2 separate regions of the Mus musculus genome follow, and region 1 is linked to region 2. A link is a contact called in public Hi-C data. All regions are on one chromosome and are shown on one strand. Each heading gives the region's core, a stretch centred on a gene start, on an enhancer-like site or on the middle of the called end of the contact. The rest is flanking DNA. Distances are from core to core; before and after follow the strand shown. Region 1 overlaps Tanc1 (tetratricopeptide repeat, ankyrin repeat and coiled-coil containing 1). Region 2 has its middle 28 kb from the start of Gm39831.

Evidence for each region. A called contact is a pair of places that touch in the nucleus more often than the background predicts.
Region 1: a contact with region 2 is called in a Hi-C map of the N1E-115 cell line, with 12 times the contacts expected there. The contact joins two enhancer-like sites. A contact is called at or near these places in 2 of 39 promoter capture datasets (the 3T3-L1 cell line and liver), 1 of 15 datasets of contacts at CTCF or cohesin (the NIH/3T3 cell line), 20 of 484 Hi-C or Micro-C datasets (the C10 cell line, LSK cells, the N1E-115 cell line and 13 more), 5 of 115 datasets of contacts at active chromatin or transcription factors (double positive thymocytes, embryonic stem cells and stem cell-derived neural progenitor cells) and 3 of 9 other capture datasets (adipose tissue, embryonic stem cells and pancreatic islet).

The regions. Positions count from the first base shown.
Region 1 is chr2:59,652,128-59,657,926 of GRCm38.p6, forward strand. All of the region lies in intron 2 of Tanc1 (tetratricopeptide repeat, ankyrin repeat and coiled-coil containing 1), which reads left to right. Among named protein-coding and RNA genes, the nearest start is that of Tanc1, 43 kb to the left of the region's middle. Within about 2 kb of position 1,849, at least 59 of the 459 cell types and tissues checked have an H3K27ac peak or open chromatin away from gene starts, as enhancers often do. A contact at or near this core is called in the N1E-115 cell line and neural stem cells, where this site is marked.
Region 2 is chr2:59,536,856-59,542,975 of GRCm38.p6, forward strand. No RefSeq gene overlaps it. Among named protein-coding and RNA genes, the nearest start is that of Gm39831, 28 kb to the left of the region's middle. Within about 2 kb of position 4,801, at least 16 of the 459 cell types and tissues checked have an H3K27ac peak or open chromatin away from gene starts, as enhancers often do. A contact at or near this core is called in the N1E-115 cell line and neural stem cells, where this site is marked.

The DNA of each region.
Region 1 (5,799 bases), core at 599-3,098, 110 kb after region 2:
TCGAAGCTGTCAGAATGGTCAGATTGCTTTCTCATAGCTGGGAATGCTGGACACGGGACCGCAGAGTATAGTTCATATACAAGGCGTTGCAGAATGGTCTTTAGTTTGGGAGATCTTTCAGCTCTTTGATAAGAATAGGTTTGAAAGGAGTGATAGAGAGGCCCAAGTTAACCATCAGGAAGTGGACCTCAGGTGAAAGTACTAGGCTCAGGCTTGGTGAATTTTGAGTGGACGGAGGCTGACGACGGGGGAGTCAGGAACCTGGCTGAAGGGTATACTTAATCTCTTATGGGATATTTGCTGGTCCATTGGGACTAGAGGTCTACAGTCTTCTATAACAAACATTTTTTGAGATTGTGTGTTTTAGTTACTTTTGTGAAAAAAATATTATGACCTAGACAAGTTATATATAGAAGGAAGGTTTGAGCATACGGTTCCAGAAGGTTAGAGTCCGCCATGACAGGGCAAAGGCATGTTGGCAGAAGTGGAAAGCTTAGACTGGAACGGCAGGCGTAGTGATTTAAAACCACAAGCCTGCCCCCTTTCTCCAGTAAGGCCACACCTCCTAAGTATATCCAAACAGTGCTACTGACTGGGGACCAAGTAGTCAAACCTTTTAGCCTCTGGGGAATATTCTCATTCAGATCAAGCCACCATACCGAAAATTACTTGTGTCTGGAATTCAGAAGATGGCGTGACCAGAGACACTAAAAGGGAAACTGTCACCTCCTGTGAGTAACCCTATCAGCCTGCAGTACCAGAAACAACCTCAGACCAATCGTGGTCAGTGTGTGGCTTGGTGGATGTCTCCTTAGCTGATTACCGGAAGTTTGCTTTTGGGGACTGGGTGTGACTTGAAATAAGTTGGTGATTTCAGGCAGGTTTGGAATTCAGAGTATTGTTATTAAAAGGAATAAAAGCAGGCAGAGGTGGTAAATGACAGATGGTCCAAAGCCCCGCTCTCATTTGAAAGGATTTAGAGCAGTATACTTGGATCTGAAAAGAAAGAGGGCTTTTGACAGCATTTCAGTAGCTGTGGGGTTTTAGAGACAGTCCACAAATAAGGTATATAAGCATTATTTCAGTCAGTCCGTCTGGCAGAAGTGTTTCACAGACGATGAGAAAAGGAAATGAGGGTACAGATAGGGACAGATATTCAATAGTCAATGGCGGTTGCAAACACGCCTACCTTTCCTCCAGGAACTTCCTGAAGGGTGGACTGTGAGGGCTGTAGTTTTGCCAGGATAAGAGAGAATTAGCTAACGTTATTACTAAGTAGTTAGTTGGTGTGTTTGTGGCTTAGGTGGGGGAATATTGACACAGTAGTTGAGAAATCTCAAAGGGGACAGATGTCGAAACTGATAAAATTAGTGTGGGATTGTTAGGTGGCCCTGAGTGAAGAGGCCTGCCTCACTGAAAGGTTGAGTCAGGGACAATTTATGCTGATTCCCAGTGGGACAGGGCCAGCACGCAGAGCCAGCCTCTCATCCTTTGCAGGGGAGGGAGGCCCTGAGAGCCCCGCAGGGGCCTGGCCTTCATGTCTGTACAGTAAAGAAAGACTTCAATTTACAGATTATAATCTGCCAAATCCTATTTCAAGGAAGGGGATGGCATTAGGGCTTGTGTGCTTGTAGAAAGGAAGGGTTTAAGGGGAGATCTGTGAGTGATGTCTGGCAGGTCATTTGTTCCTACCAGGCCTCCATTCTTTCATGCCCAAATGGAAGAAAGGCTTATAGGAATAATCTTGGAACCCCCTGCTGGTTCTGAGTGGATGTATCCATTCTGAATAGATGAGGGGGGAAGAGGACTGAGCTCCGCCTGCTTGCTTTAGCTGCCCTCTCTGTGAGTTCCCACTGCTTTATGTGCTGCTGTTCTGCAGATCTGTTTCCCTCGCTCTCTATGATACCCATGAGGTAAGGCTGTCACTGGCCCCATTCCACAAGCACAGACAAGTTCACTACTGACTGGCTGACTGGGGCACATTCAGATATGGTCAAACTGCTTGTAATGAGGGTATCAGAGATTCCTTGTCCGTATTGACTAAGAGGTTTTTGTTTCTTGTTTTTGGTTTTTTTTTTTTTTAATTCAGTGTTTTGGGGACTAGAATTACTCTAATTTTTTTCTGTTTTTCTCACAGATGGCTTTGAAGTAAAATAAATGTAAAACTATTTATTTTTATTCATGTTTGCAGTGCTGGGATGAATCCTGAGCCCTGTTCATCTCTGGAGAGTATTCTGCCTCTGAGATACCCTCTCAGACCAAAGTCAGAATGTTAAAGACTGCAAGATCTTGAGTGTGTCTTTATTCTCATTTTGTGGGGTGACGATAGGGGGACAGTAAAGCCCACTTTAGTTTTCCCTTTTGACTTTCTGAACCAGTTCTGATATTAAAAAAAAAAAAGGTGTGGGAGGGAGGCATATTGAATTTAAATTGTACTTTTAAAAGTTTCAAATGAATAGAAATACAGTTTAGGAATGTGCCTTAATTTTTGAAGAAGAGGGAGAAGAAGGAGGAAGAAGAAGAAGGAAGAAGAAGAGAAGAAGAAGAAAAAGAAGAAGAAAATAATAATATATAATATAAAAATAATAATATATAATATGACATAATATATAATATAAAAATACTCAAGACTGGGCAACCCATGAATAAGTTTATTCGACTCCTGGTCCCTAGAGGTGAGTAACTAGTAGCATAGCTTTAAGGATCTGCTAGGCATTTGGCGAGGGCCCCTGTGCAGCATCAGAACATAGCTAAAGATGGGGCTGGAGAGATGGCACAGTAGCTTAGGACACTGCTGCTCTTGCAGAGCACCTGGGTTTTGTCCCCAGCTTCCACACCAGGCAGTACCTAGCTGCAGCTTCACTTCCAGGAGGTCCAGTGCTCTCTTCTGGTCTCTCTGCAGGCCATTCTCACATATGGTGCACATAAGCAGGCTCATGGAAATGCATGCATGCATATGAATCAAAACAAACCTTTTAAGAAAATAGTGAAGAGTATCTCGTGTTAGATAAAGCAAGTTTGCCAGTTTGGGTGCTTCTCTTCCCCTTGGGACAAGGTTTCTCTGTGTAGCCCTGGCTGTCCAGGAACTCACTTTGTAGACCAGGCTGGCCTTGAACTCAGAGATCCACCTCCCTCTACCTTCCAAATGCTTGCACCACCACCACTAGACTTCTCTTCTTTATATAAGGATCTCTCAAGTGCTGTCATGAAGTCCCCACCCTGAGGACCCCATCTCATCCTATTTTAGTTTCCAGAACCTCTTCTCCAAGTGGCACTAGGATATGGATTTTGGGATGAAGTGTTCAACATAGCCTTTAGAGGACATGTGTAAATTCTGTGTATACCAGTATTGGGCTTCCCCAGCCTGGTGAGTTCTGCTAGAGGGAGGCTGCTCTCTACCCATTTTGGACATCAGTGTGCCTCTCTGTGGAGGCCATGCTCACAGAGCCACAAGCTGTACCAGGACTCGCAGTGGGTGCTCCAGGAGAGAGCTTGGCAGCCACCGAGGGACAAGCTTCCTCCCACCTCTCTGTTTTTGTTCCCAAGCTTCATGAATTAATAAGTTCCCGAGGCTTCTAGAAGTCGGGATCCAAGAAAGAGACCCAGATGGTGAGCTGGAGGGGTGCTCTCTCTATGAAAGAAACAGGAACCAGACTGACTCCAGTTCCCTGTGACAAATACTCTTCTATTTCCCAAAGGCAACAACGTTCGGGGTAAACGTTGTCTTGTACTAGAGAGACAGGCTTTTTTGTAAAAGCAAAGCTGGATTAAAACAGTGGCATAAACCCCTCACCCTATCGCTGACGTCAAGGCTAACGCTGCTGCGGTTTCCTCATTACAAGACAAAATGAGTACTCTGCTATGTCTTACTGAGTAGTTAGGAAAGTTATCAGCGCTGAGGACGCATGCCACCGTGGTGTCATGCTTACCTAGCACGTGCGGGGTCCTGGATTTGAGCTCAGGCACTGTGTATGTTTGTGCTGATAGTAATGTCTCTCTGGACCTGCCTGCAAATGCTTGCTTGAGGACATGAAATTACCTTGACGTTTTCTGACGTGATGGCTGACGAAGTCTCCGCTGTGTCAGAGACTCCGTTTTAATGTGCTAGTGCTTTCTTTCTTTCTTTCTTTCATTTTTCCCCCCTAATATGAATGAAAAATATCAAAACTAAAATATATTATGGACAACCGGTCTGTCAATTTCTGAAGCAACATTTTTTATTCAGCAGCAAGCAAAGCAAGTTTGCTCAACTAAATTATTCATAAGAATTACAAAACTTGTCACTTAGAATGGATGTTAGGATATTCAGGTCATTTAGAAGACTGTGGTTAAAAATAAAGTGACCCAAATATATAGCTCTAGTTTTTTTTTTTTTTTTTTTTTTTTAGGCAAGTTTAAACTTTTAATTTTTATTTGACATTGGTCCTAACTCTGTTTCATGAGGAATGTCATTGGCTAGCCTGCCAGTGTTTAAATAAAAACCAATTCTTCGGCTGTTGTTGGTTTCTCTGTAGCCAGGTTGTGCGTGCCGTAGCTAGGCTGTAGGCACGGGAATTGTGTATGTGAGTAACAGAGAAACCAGAGGTCACGAGCAAATCACTCCCCAAGAAAAACTGGAAACAATTTATTACTTGTTCTGATCACTCCTTTTGTACTTAAAGCAAGAAGCAGTTGAAATATGAACTTGTCCCAGTCTGCTTTCGGGTGGTAACTGGAGCATAAAATGTTGAAAATCAATTATGTATTTAGGGAGATGAAACAGGCTGACATTTTGAAGGCCTACTATATTGTTTGGTGAACGAATCAGGGCATTACATCATCTTCCTGTGCTAACAGGGTGTCCCGAGAGAGAAAGACAGGATACCCCATCCTAGAGTGTCTAAACTTCACAGACTTGCATCTTGGGGGAAAAAAAATCCTGTTTTAAAAATTGGCTTAGTTTTCGTTGATGTTGCAAAGCATTTGGTACTTTTGATATAATCTATAATTTGCCATGGTTTATAGTAATGTGGTAAATAGCAAAGCTCTGTTTGTTATCTATGGTAATGAGGTGGTGAGATCTTTGCAGGAACGAGCAGAGCAGAGAGTTTGCAATTTCTCCTGTAGCCCCACAGAGTCTGAAGCTGCGCTTACAACTGCGTTGATGCTTGTGGATTTGGGGTGCTCTGTTGCCTTTGTCTTCACCACCCTGTGATGGAAGAAGTCCCTGGAGTCTGGGCTGCATCGAGCCTGTGTCAGTACAGGCATACACAGCGGCTGCATAGACTCTGTATCAGTACAGGCATACACAGTGGCTGCATAGACTCTGTATCAGTACAGGCATACACAGCGGCTGCATCGAGCCTGTATCAGTACAGGCATACACAGCGGCTGCATCGACTGTGTCCGTGCAGTCATACACAGCGGCTGCATCGACTGTGTCCGTGCAGTCATACACAGCGGCTGCATCGAGCCTGTATCAGTACAGGCATACACAGCGGCTGCATAGACTCTGTATCAGTACAGGCATACACAGCGGCTGCATAGACTCTGTATCAGTACAGGCATACACAGCGGCTGCATCGAGCCTGTATCAGTACAGGCATACACAGCGGCTGCATAGACTCTGTATCAGTACAGGCATACACAGCGGCTGCATAGACTCTGTATCAGTACAGGCATACACAGCGGCTGCATCGAGCCTGTATCAGTACAGGCATACACAGCGGCTGCATCGACTGTGTCCGTGCAGTCATACACAGTGGTTCGCCAGCTGGAGCTAAGATCCAAGGCCTGCAAGCAGGCAGCTACGGCTAAGTG
Region 2 (6,120 bases), core at 3,551-6,050:
GATGCCCAAGTGAGGTGTAGGGTCTGCTATCCCGAGGGCTGCTGGCCTTCTTCTTATAAGGACACTAACCCCAGAGTGGCAGCCCCACCCACATGACCTCGTCTAAGCCTGATTCCTTCCAAATCCCACTTCCATGTTGAAAATCAGAGCTTTCACAAGTACATTTGAGGAATACAACCCCACCTTCAGTGGCTGATACTGGCGAAGTTGCATTTCCCCATGGCAACAGAGAGCTCAGCTACGGTCATCACATGATTGTATACTTATTGGTTTTGTTTTATTTCATGGTACAAAGGGTAGATTGCTGGGCCCAGTACATAATGGGCAAGTGCTCTCTCTCTCTCTCTCTCTCTCTCTCTCTCTCTCTCTCTCTCTCTCTCTTTCTCTGAACTCTAGGCCCAGTCTAACAACTTACCTTCAGATGACTCAGTTCAAAATCCTAACTTGACTATATTCACCAATGACAATAAAATCATGAACTTTGGCCCAGTATCAGTCAAGCTCTAACACAGAAAGACACACCTTAAAACCAGACCCCACAAACTTCAAAAGCACCCCTACTTCTAATATCTCTGCTAGTAAGATTGACTTTTTAGCCGGGCGTGGTGACGAATGCCTTTAATCCCAGCACTCAGGAGACAGAGGCAGGTGGATTTCTGAGTTCGAGGCCAGCCTGGTCTACAGAGTGATTTCCAGGACAGCCAGGGCTACACAAAGAAACTCGAAAAACCACACACAAAAAAAGATTGACTTCTTAGATTTTATTTATTCTATGTGTATTAGTGTTTGCTTGCATGTGTGTTGCGCACCATGTGGCATGCAGTTCCCTTGGATAAACGATTCCCCTCAAATCCCTTGATGCCCAAAAGAGGGCATCAAATTTCTTGTACTTGGGGTCACATGGTTGTGAGCTATCTTGTGAGTGCTTGGGATTGAACCGGGTCCTCTGGAAGAGAAACCAGTTCCTTTAACTTCTGAGCTGCATCTCTAGCCTTGTTTTTGGGTCAAGATACTGGCTTCTATCAGACATGTAAGTCAACAACATAAATATTTGAAAGGAGTCAAGAAACCATCCAAATGTCTGCTCCATGATTGAGGAAGTGGGGTTGTAGATGAGAGAGAACTTACAGAGACATCTGGAATAGTCGAGAGCAGAGAGAAAAAGCAGCAGATTGGACACGGCCAGAGCTCAGAAAGCAGGGCGTGGGGAAATCACTTGGGTTATAAGGAAGACGAGTAGTTGGGGGGAGGGAAGTCCATCAGCTGGAGCAGGCAGTTTGGGTAGAAGTGTAAGAGAGGACAGACTGTGTGGGGGCTCTGAACTGCACACCAAGTACTTGCGGGCGGGGACTGAGGGAGGCTGGGGCCAGCATGTGCCGTGTGCTTTGAGAGGCAGCCACAGGTATACGTCAATGAAAGCCATATGTCTCTTCTGCCAGAGGCAAGGAAATAATGACTCCTTTTGGCTAATGAAAACCCATTTCACAAGTTCCTGAGGAATGTGCCCATGTACCTAACCACCAGAAATCCAGCTTAAGATAAGCCAGGACTGCCTTTTCTGGACATACACACTTCCTGAGACCTAACAATAATAATGTAACTGGGGAAAAAAGACAAAATAAAAGTTTGGGGGTTTGAGGGGAGTTGTTTATTTTTCAGTATAGTTTGGGATGTTGTCACACATGCCAGAAATTCCAGTATTTCAAAGGCAGAGCTAAAAGGACCTGGCTACTTAATACCAGGGTTACATAATGAATCCCTATCATTAAAAGAAAATTCCATTGAGCTGAAGGGATAGCCTAGTGGTTAAGGGTACTCAGAGTGTCCAAGTTCAACGCCGAGCTCCAGTGGTAGGCATGACCACAACTGCCTGTAACTCCAGCTCCCAGGGGATGGGGGTAGGGAGAGTCTGGTGCCTTTGACCGCCACAGGCACCTGTCTTCACATGTATACACCAACAAATACAATATTTAAAAAATTTAAGCTTGGCAGTGATGGCACATACCTTTAATCTCAGCACTGGGGAAGTAGAGGCAGCCACATCTCTGAGTTCAAGGCCAGCCTGGTCTAAAGAGTGAATTCTAAAACAACCAAGGATACATAGAGAAAACCCTGTCTCAAAACATAAAAAAAAAAAAAGTTTTTGATTTCAAAAATTATGTGACAAAAAGCATATTGATTTGGGGGCCTGTGGCTTAAGACTGGCTCTCAATGCATAGTCCTGGGTGCCTTGGGACTTAAGACACAGACCAGGCTGGTCTTGAACTCACAGAGTTGGACCTACCTCTGCCTCTTTCCTGCCTCTGTACTAGGATTAAAGGTGGATGCCACCATGCCCTAAAAATATTGATATTTTTAGATTTTTTTCTTTTCATGTGCATCCTCTCTTTCTTCTTTTGGTTAGTTGGGCCAAGGGTCTGCCTATCTTGTTTATCTTCTCAAATAACCAGGTCTTAGGTTTGTTGATTCTTCATGTTGCTCTCTTTGTTTCTATTTCATTAATTTCTGCTTTAATTTTTATTAATTAAAAATTAATTCTACTTTCTACTACATTAAGATTTGTTCTTGTTTTTAAAAAAGTTTGGGGGGGGGGGTTGTTGAGACAGGGTTTGTCTGTGTAGTCCTGGCTATCCTGAAACTCACTCTGTAGACCAGGCTGGCCTTGAGCCCAGAGATCTGCCTTCCTCTGCCTCCCAAGTGCTGGGATTAAAGGTATGCATGACCACTGTCCCACATTCTTTTTTTCAAATTCTTGAGTTGCATTATTAAGTCATTTATTTGAGCTCATTCTGATTTTTTTTAATATAGGCACTTAGAGCTATGCATATTCCTCTTAGAGCTGCTTTTAACATATCCCAGAGGTTTCGTTATGTGGTGTTTTAATTTTCATTTAGTTCCAGAACTATTTTAACCCAAACTGAGAAAGACAAATGCCTTATGTTCTCCCTCTCCTGAGATCCAAATCCTCAGCTCTAAGTGTCGCTACCTCCCCTCACTGAAGAAGACTTTCTTCACAGTAAATGGAGACCATCACAAGAACCCACAACCGAACACAATACAGAGATCAGCAAATGGTGGGGAGCCCAGGCCAACGGATACATCTACATCACACTTCCTGCATCCAGGGAAACACCACAAAAGAGGGAGTGGAAAGACTGTAAGAGCCAGAATTCCAGGAAGTCTGCAGGGACAGTCTTTCTAGCTGCATAAGCAAGACGGGAACAATGGTAATACCAATGGCCACAGTAACACAGGAGGCAGGAAATTTCATGGTGTCTCACCCCCTACACACACACACATACACACACACACACACACACACACACTCATACACACACACACACACACACACACACACACACACACACGCACACACACAAAGATGGTGGGAAAAGAAGAGAAAAATTAACCTCTCCCAGGGATATGGCCCCTTATTGGTTGTCCAAAGCAGAGTCGTCAATCTTGAAACCATATACACACTACCAATAAAAGCAGATGCAGCAAGTTGTATTTATACATATTTGTACATAAACATACATACATATACACATATACAACAGTAATAATAAAAGAAAGAGAGGCTATCACCTTGAGAGGGACATGGAAACGGTTGGAGGAAGGACACATGGGAGGAGCCAGAGAGGGGAAAATGTAATTCTATTCCAATGAAAAACATATTTCTAAAAAAAAAAATCAGTTCAAAAGGCACTGCAACTTTTTATAAAAGGTTTGCCACATGTACATTATACATTATAATTAAATATATTGCTCATCTTTATATTTGGATAAGTGTAGAATAAATAAAATACAAATTCCATTCCCTTAAAAAAAAAAAAAGAAGATTTGCCCCAAATAAACCTTTCAGATGGTAAGCACGGTTGTCTTTATTCACACTCAGCGAAGCATATTTAACTCACTTTGAAGCAAAGCTTCCCAACGAAGCAATGCATTCCAAACTAGTTAAGGTTAAGCATCAGGTTGAGGTTGGCAGATTCATAAAAAGTCTCACTTCACAATGAGGACAAGGGTCTAATACTCTCCTTGTTGCTACTTCAGCACGCAGCTGTCAAACAAACAGAAAAAGCTAACAAAACTCAAGACTCTTCTCTGGGTAGTTCACCATAAATTCCTTCTGGGTTTCCTTAAAACGTCCCAAGTTTTTCTTTTGCAAAAAAAAACGGCAAATGGCTAAGAGGTAATAAGTCTTGACTGGACCTGACTCTTTCCATTGCAATGAGTCTCTGGCTGGGGCGGGGGTGGGGGGGAGAACCACTCAAATGTGCCTGCATTTCTTTCTCCTGGCACAGTAGAGCAGCATCTTTTGTGAGTGACCCACCCCCTGATGCTCTGATTTCTCAGAGTTAACAGTGTTCTCCAAAAGTCCTTCATGCAGTCTTTGGCAAGCTCTGGGCAACAACGCTGAAGCCTAGTGTCTCAGCTACAACTGGTCCAACATGGGTATTTGTTAACCTAGCCAAAGGATCATTGAAAACTTAATGTGTGAGTTTCCAGCAACACACCTCCCCATGCAAGCATGTGAGCACACATGATAGCCTGGATTTCTACATTGCACATACTGTTGAGATGAGTGAAAATAAGAACACTTCATATCCAAATAACTTCTAATCCTTGTGTATTTTTCTCACACAAATCTTACTAAAAGCACCAGTGCAATCACACACACACACACACACACACACACACACACACACACACACACACACACACACACGTACGTTTGTTCTGCAGATTTACAAGGAATATCTGAAGATGCTTTGTCATCAGACAGCATGATAGTGTTTTCCGCTAACCACTAGGGGGCAGTACAGACCAACCAAAGGTGCAAGCATCCGCCGTGGCCCTGGATTTGAGAGGATCTCAAGGTGATAAAAACCACTTGCTTATAATGAAGAATTTAGACAAAACAGTTCAGGCCTCGTGTTTTTAAAACTCAACGTGAACATGGAATGCTTTTTCTCAACACCGTGAGAAATATGTATGTTCTTTGTGATATCGTAGACATTAATTGCCGTGAGTCTAGGCTCAACATGCCTGAGTTTAAGCTTGATCGACCTTTAAAGGTGCTGTAACCACACTCATGTTCTTTAACTTCCCTCCCTCGCTTTCTTTCTCTTTCTAATGTGGATGAACATTTTGCCTTTACCACATACCTGCCTGGTGTCCACAGAGGCCAGAAGAGGTGATGGAACCCCTGGAACTGGCATTAAGGACAGTTGTGAGTCACCGTGTATGCTGGGAATCAAAAGGGTCCCTCTGGAAGAGCAACTTTTAACCAGGAAGTAATCTCTCCCACCTGCCTCTCCGCTCAACTGTGGATCTTGCTCTACTTAATTAAAATTGAACATGCTCTGGGTTCACCTTAGTAAAACTGAACACATTAGAGTTTATACAGCCAAGATCCAAATACTGCCTTCTCCAAGGTAAACATCTTGGTAATTTGGGCAACTCCTCCAGCTTAGGTTTTTTTCACTTGTAAAACAGATCTAGCAAGATCAATCCTTTGGCAACTGCTTGAAGCATGAATGTACACATACTTAGTGCAGTGCCTGGCACATAGTAAAACATAACATATATTTCTGTACTATTCTTAATATTCTTTTTACAATGACAAATGATAATAATATTATTATATTTGTGACCAAAATATGTGGAACTGCATCTACACTATTGCTAACCTTAAAGGCCCACTGAGAAATACGGACATGAAATGTATTTTCTGGTTCTGACTCCCACACTGGCCACATACTGAAAGTTTATTAAGCTCTGAAGTTTCACAGAGATTGAATACCAAAAAAGGTGCGTGGAGAGTTTTATCTTTGTCAAGCAATGCCTTTTGCTCTCCTTTTGGAGGTAGACCTTTCGGTCGGATCAAAGTCTCCAGGTTTCTCCTAAGGGGCTGAGTACCAGAGGTCGGTCCTCATCCATTTCTGGACCGAGTTCCCAGAGGAAAGCGTCTGCCTCTCCCTCCGCTGCTCTCTGCCCTCAGGATCTCAGTTGTCCTTAAGCAAGGCTGGCTCCATTCCATGCAAGCTTTCTTCCTGTTTCTGTAGAGGGCATTTGTCTCTTAAAAAGTCATGTGTAGTTCATATAAAAATGCCC